Regions from separate parts of the Gossypium hirsutum genome. Here region 1 is linked to region 2. The links are chromatin contacts, called in public Hi-C maps. All regions are on one chromosome and are shown on one strand. Each heading gives the region's core, a stretch centred on a gene start, on an enhancer-like site or on the middle of the called end of the contact. The rest is flanking DNA. Distances are from core to core; before and after follow the strand shown. Region 1 holds the start of LOC107912538 (peptidyl-prolyl cis-trans isomerase FKBP62). Region 2 holds the start of LOC107912550 (nuclear transport factor 2).

Region 1 (3,217 bases), core at 293-2,792, 200 kb after region 2:
AATTTTGGTGGTTATATTGTGTGGAGTTCATTCATTGATGCCTGAAAGCGATTATGCTTTTGGCAGGATGGGACCAAGGATTGCTGGGGATGTGCGTTGGTGAGAAGCGCAAATTGAAAATACCTGCTAAGCTTGGATATGGTGAACAGGGTTCACCACCCACCATCCCAGGTAAATTCTTCATTTTTGTTCATATTCCTTTATGCTTCACAATTCCAATGTCGTAGACAGTGGTCCGTTATTCATATAATTGAAGGAATGATGTTATTATGGAAGCTCCTTTACATACTGAATAAAATCTTTGCTTTAAGCTGCTTTGGCTGTTTGTCTATCAGAGGAAACAAAAATTGACGAATTTTTTATTTGCCGAACTTACCAGGTGGAGCAACGCTAATATTTGACACAGAGCTTGTTTCAGTCAATGGGAAGCCATCGAGTGGGGAGGATACAAGTGAAGATGAGCTATAGTTGCTTTGTTCATTAGCGTCAACTTTTTTTTTTATATATTTTACTACGCTTGTTTTCCAGTAAAAAACGCTATTATGATGGCGTAACCTCAACAGGCCTTCTGTCTAGGATTCAGATAATATTTTTGGGGGGTTTTTTTTTTTCCACAAGGAAAACTATTTGTTTGTTAGAATGTTGGAGAAACATTCTTTTTGGATGGTTCTTCCTTTGATTATTATAATATGTGGGCAGATAAGGTGAATTCAACTGTCGAATTAGAACTTGATAAAAGTTGTGCATTTCTGATATGATGACAGGCAAGCTTCAATTTCAAAGGATGAATGAAGGGTAAAATTTCCACAGTTAACAAAGATCACTTGGAACAATTGTGATTGCATTATACATTGTCGTTAAACCAAGTTGAGTCGGTCTCTCCAACAAAATTGAGTACCTGATTTCATCTTCTGATACAAGATAGTGTTCTGTAACAACAGATAATTACTTTAAAGCTAAATTTAGTTTTATTTGGTCAAAATGAAAGTTTTGCTTAATTTAATTTGGTTTTTTACTTAATAACGAAAGATTGAACTCACATTGATTTTATCGAAAGACTTTAATGTATTTTATTGTTTTTAAAATAATTTTAAATAAAAATACTATAATAAGTTAAAAATTTTATGTGTTTTATTTGGCAATATTGCTATTATAACCATCAAAGGAAGCGCGTATTTCCAAATTAAGATTAGAAAGTTGTATATGTTATTAATGATGGGGATGTGATATCTTCTTAACCCTTAAATCTTTAAATTGGAAGGTAATTTTAGCTTTAATCACATTTAAACACACATCTTCTAAATTATTATAATCTCATTACACAAGAATAATACTAATTAAAAAACTTAATCCAGTTCAAATATAAATTGACTAATCTAATGTAAAAGAATGGTAACAGATACGCCGGAGCCGTCCGATCAACTGTAAACCCGCGCACGAGGAACAATTCTGTCAATGCAATCTTTAATCCAGCCCCAGAGAAAAAAAAAAAAGAAAAAAGAAATGAAATATATTTGAATTAAATAAAAAGGAAAATGTGGAAGCATCCTGACCCTTCAAAACCAATCGATCAATCACGTTTCTCGCTATACCCTTACCATGGAAGCCTCTGGAACCTACATTCTCCCATAAAATCCCTTTCTTTGCGTTCCTCCATTTCTCAGCTTTGAAAGCTTCCCTGTTTACGCTCATTGTTCACTTTTCACGCACACATTAGCTCCCTATCTCTTAGCCTCTTCTATTCGAAATGGATGAGGATTTTGATATCCCGCTGGTGGAGGATGTGAATGACGACATTGATCTTCCCGGGGATGTTCCCACCTTGAAGGTAGGAGAAGAGAAGGAGATCGGAACGCAAGGCTTGAAGAAGAAACTTGTTAAGGAAGGTGAAGGTTGGGAGAATCCTGAAACCGTCGACGAAGTTGAAGGTATATGTATCTGAATTACACTATAATAAACAAGTAAAAGCAATAAATAATTACTCTTTCTGTTTTCAAAAATGTTTTGGAGTCTGATTGGTTGTTGTTGTTGGTACAGTTCATTATACGGGGACGTTGCTGGATGGAACTAAATTCGATTCAAGCCGTGATAGAGGGACTCCTTTCAAGTTTGCTCTCGGTCAAGGTAAATAAAGTTCACCCCTTCCTCTTTTGAATATTTCTGAAATCAATTTTAATCTGATTTATATTCAATTAGATGTTGAAAAATATATGTTTGATTTTAGTGTTTTGCATTATTAATTAATACGAGTCTGAAGCATATGTTTTTCAGTAACACGTGCTTAAAATTTACCCAATACGTCAACATTGTTTCATTTCTTTTCCTGGAAATGCGTTTAAAATTTTGGAACTTAATGTTAAAACCATGGCGAGTTTCTGAAGTCCTACTAGTGTTCCTGCTGTTCGAGTTTCATTGTTTTTGTGCTCCGTTTGGAATGTGATAAGAGGAATTTCCTTGAATCTTAGTGTTTGTTTCGCTTGGAGATTGGCAATACCAAAATACGGGATTCATGGATTTATTATTTTCACTGTAATTAGATTCATTTGGCCGATTAAATTAGTTCTGTCTTCTGATGATCATATTCTTGAGGTTGATCTATAGCAGGAGTTCAAGGTGTGTCGCATTTGGAAATTCGATTACTTTATTGTCAAGTTTCTGTTTAGTTTTGGACTTCAATATGGAATTTCTGCTTTCTTTTAATGTTTGCAGGACAAGTTATTAAAGGATGGGATGAAGGTATTAAGACAATGAAGAAAGGTGAGAATGCTATTTTTACCATTCCTCCTGAGCTGGCATATGGTGAATCTGGCTCACCGCCAACCATTCCTCCTAATGCGACCCTCCAATTCGATGTTGAATTGCTCTCTTGGACAAGTGTCAAGGACATTTGCAAAGACGGTGGGCTATTTAAGAAGATACTGACTGGAGGAGAGAAGTGGGAGAATCCCAAGGACCCTGATGAAGTGTTAGGTAGATATTTTCAATCTGTTTGTTCTTTTAATATTTATAATAATATTATTTCTATCCGAGTGGGTCTTCAGTTGAGCTAGGTTGTTTAATAATCGGTTTGTATCTTGAATCCAGTTAACTATGAAGCTAAGCTTGAGGATGGAACAGTGGTTGCAAAAGCTGATGGCAAGGAGTTCACTGTTATGGAGGGTTTGTATTGTCAATGCCGTCCCTCTTCACTTCTGTCCTAATTTTATTTTTTAGTTCC
Region 2 (3,524 bases), core at 738-3,237:
GGCTTAGAATCAGAAACCATCTTTGAATCATCAGGAATCTCATCAACAACCTCAGCCACTGGTGATTCCTCTTCCTCAATAGAGCCATCTCCATTCTCGGAAGGATTGTACACTTCTGGTCCATTACATTCTTCAGGCAATGCAGCCGGTTGCTCAATGTGATTCTCTGGAACAGGAGAATGGTCTGCAGTCAAATATTAATATCAATAGGAGAACATCATTATAATTCTCTATGTCAGGAGTCAGTCGCAGACTCTGGGTTTCAGATTACCTTGCTCAGGAGTAAGAGAAGCCTCAAAACCATTAACTGGGTCCTGGCTCCCAGGTTGATGTTTCGTATCATCGACAAATCTAAAAACATCATTTAAAACGAAATAGCCCTTGTCTTGAGGTGCCAAAAAGAAACTCTGAGTGAATTTCCTCTTCACTTTGTCCTTTCCAGTTAAATACCCAGTCACAAGAACAAGTACTCCTCCATTGTGAGAGTCTTGTGCGTCTACAGTTGTTATTTCTGCAGTGAATTCTCCATAACCAAGTGAGAGTATCTTCTCATTGATGGCCTGGTCCACAAAATGAATCACAATTTCAGATCTATCATTTTTTAACTCCTCTAAGGCATTAACCATCTGGAAATTACATCAAGACTCAAGAGAATGAAAAAAAAAGTTTCTAAGCCCCAATACAACCAACAGTATAAAAGTTGAAGAACAAAGTTGGTTATGCAACCAGTTCTTTTTTAAATTAGAAATTTCTATTATTGAACAGTTTGCCATTTAGAAAAAAGTCCAATTGTTGTACATGCCCTAGGTTTCTATTTTTGCACAAATAGAACCACAACTAGAGTAAGTTTTTACATTACAAACCAAGTAAACCTGGACTTACTAATACATGGCTTTGAAAAGGGCAAAAACATGGTTTGCAGAAAAATTTGAAGAGAAACATAATGACTACAGAACACGCACATTTAAAACATTTGACCCGGGACAAACACACATGCATGAAAGAGACAGAGTGACAGACAGAAAACTCACTTGCATAGTAGTTGTAATACTCATGCCGCCATTTTCTTCGGGGCGGCCAAGTTTGCTGCTATCATGGTAAAACCGGTGAACCAGCTCAGGGGATTGATGTAAGATAAGGTAGTATTGATGAACAAAGGCATTACCGACCTAAACCATCAACAATAGAGAGCAAAACTTAACTTTAAAATAAATAATCACTAAACACATAGACCCACGACAAAAAAAAAAGCAGGTGAGGAACATACAACATCGGAAGTAGGAGTAGCAATTCCAGCAGGGACTTGTTGTTCTACAGATGCCATTGCCGATTTGAAGCCTGCAAAACAACAAAACCTAAATTAAAATACTACTCAAAACCCTAAACCCAAATATTTAACCCCGACCAAATGTCCAAAGGCATAAATCTTTTTCCCCAGTAAATAACCACGAAGAATTCCAACTTATACCTGCTGAACAAGTGAGTATATCATAGGAAAACTTTCCGCTAAAACAAACAGAACCACGAGATCCACGAAACAGTAAGTTTGCAGTTAAAATTCAGCATAATCATATTCCTGGGAAAATTTAAGCATCTTTTGTTTCGCCTAACCTAACAATCGTCGTTGATCTAAGATATATACATTAAAGCAACCAAACAAGAAATAAAAATAAAAAAGTTGAAACATGCGATAGTTTACCTGAGCTTTTAGATTCTTATCGCAAGAACAAAAAGAAAAGAGAGGTGAGATAGAAGAGAGTATTAGGTTATGATTTTCTTTATTTGGATTTGAATTCAGATCGCTTCTTCTTTTGTTCTGATTAATCTTTCTCTCACTCTCACCCCTCTTTGTGGGGGTGGTTTGGCGGGTTTTAGGGTTTTTTTATGATGTTGAAGAGCCGCAGACAGACCGAGGAGCAAGAGAGACTCCTCTGCACCAGGATTTTTTATATTTATACTCCGCAAGCAAAATAAAAATAAAAAAGAGTTAAAAAAGCATATTGGCTTTTGTATTCTTATTCTTTATTCTGATTTCTCCAAAAATTATTCCATTTAACTAATAATTTAATTGTTTTTTAAATAATTAGAGCGATTATTTGATTTAACTTAAAATAAATCAAGTTTTTTTTTTTAGAGAATGACAACATTAAGCGATTACACTAGATAAACCTATAATCAAGAGTAAATAGACATCGATAAACCTATAATCAAGAGTAAATAGACATCTTGCGATCTTTTCTCAGCAAGTTCATGACCGAAGCCGGTGGGGATCTAAATAAACGTATCAAAGAGCTACTTGTATCAGCACATTTAGTCATGTGATCAGCAACACCATTAAGAGTTCTTGAGATATGTCGGATACGAATCTCCCATTTCCGACACAAAACTTGATGTAACAATTGCAGCTCCACTAAACTACTACTAGCTCCTCCACCAGGCAAAAGTAATTCAACCAACAAAGCATTATCACACTCAACTCCAACTTTCCAAAACCCTTTATCCCAAGCTAAGAATAACCCTTCCAACATCGCTCTTGTTTCAACTTTAAAGACTGACTCGTGACCAAAACTCATCGCGTAGCCTCATAACCAATTTGCATTTGAATCTCTAAGAACACCTCCAATAGGAGCCTTTCATTCCAAATTCGACACAACTCCATCTGAATTGAGTTTTATCCAACCCGTTATAGGAGGAGTCCAACTTGAAAGACTCATCATGGTCCCCAAGGATTTCATCTGCATATCCAAATCCCGATAACTCCTAGCCCACATGTAGCCAGTATCCACAATAGCCCCGATATTCCTATGACTATTAGAGAACACACACTCATTTCTACTATTCCAAAGTAGCCAATACAAGATTACAAACAGTGTTTGCCACTCCATTTCTTCATAGTGAAGACTACCTTTATCCTGCAAGTTCCAAACTAACCTTTCCTTTATTGACAAAGAAAAGAAAATATTATGGGCTTGCCGAGGAACCACTATTCGCCATACAGTCATAGCAAAAGCGCAATCCCGAAGAGGATGAATCCTTGTCTCCAAACTAGCAGTACACAAAGGACAAAAACCATCCTTTGTCATATGCCTACGTCTTCTCTCATTATTTGTCAATAATCTATCATGCCATAAAAGCCATAAGAAAACATGTACCTTTTGAGGCGTTGGAACTCTCCAAATCATCTTCCAAATAGCAGCATCATCAAAAACTTGACTAAAGAGATTCTTATAAGTCGCAGATGATGAAAAACCATAATTTTCCATCTATTTCCAAGCCAAGCAATATTGTCCTACAACATTAGATGGGGGTATGATCGCTGCGATCTGTTGAATAATGGGGCGTGGAACGAGATTAGTAAGACAATCCCAATCCTAAAGACCATTCTCAGTCACTAAGTCACAAACGCACAATGTGTTATCAGGTTGATCCAATACTCAATAATATCTTGCAAGGGACCCATCTGCCTAACCTATACATCATTCCAAAAATTCGTCAGACGACCATCGCCAATTAACCAAAAAAAT

The links. A called contact is a pair of places that touch in the nucleus more often than the background predicts.
Region 1: a contact with region 2 is called in a Hi-C map of leaf, with 2.5 times the contacts expected there. The contact joins the promoter of LOC107912538 here to the promoter of LOC107912550 in region 2. A contact is called at or near these places in 3 of 34 Hi-C or Micro-C datasets (all in leaf).

The regions. Positions count from the first base shown.
Region 1 is chrD11:14,923,321-14,926,537 of Gossypium_hirsutum_v2.1, forward strand. It overlaps LOC107912538 (peptidyl-prolyl cis-trans isomerase FKBP62), which reads left to right and starts at 1,543. Exons shown (of 12, transcript XM_016840750.2): 1 at 1,543-1,928; 2 at 2,038-2,124; 3 at 2,710-2,970; 4 at 3,085-3,159. The coding sequence starts at 1,748. It overlaps LOC107912539 (peptidyl-prolyl cis-trans isomerase FKBP15-1), which reads left to right. Exons shown (of 6, transcript XM_016840751.2): 5 at 67-171; 6 at 380-714. The coding sequence ends at 468.
Region 2 is chrD11:14,722,174-14,725,697 of Gossypium_hirsutum_v2.1, forward strand. LOC107912550 (nuclear transport factor 2) reads right to left here and starts at 1,988. Exons shown (of 10, transcript XM_016840769.2): 1 at 1,700-1,988; 2 at 1,268-1,338; 3 at 1,032-1,169; 4 at 272-560; 5 at 1-184. The coding sequence starts at 1,324.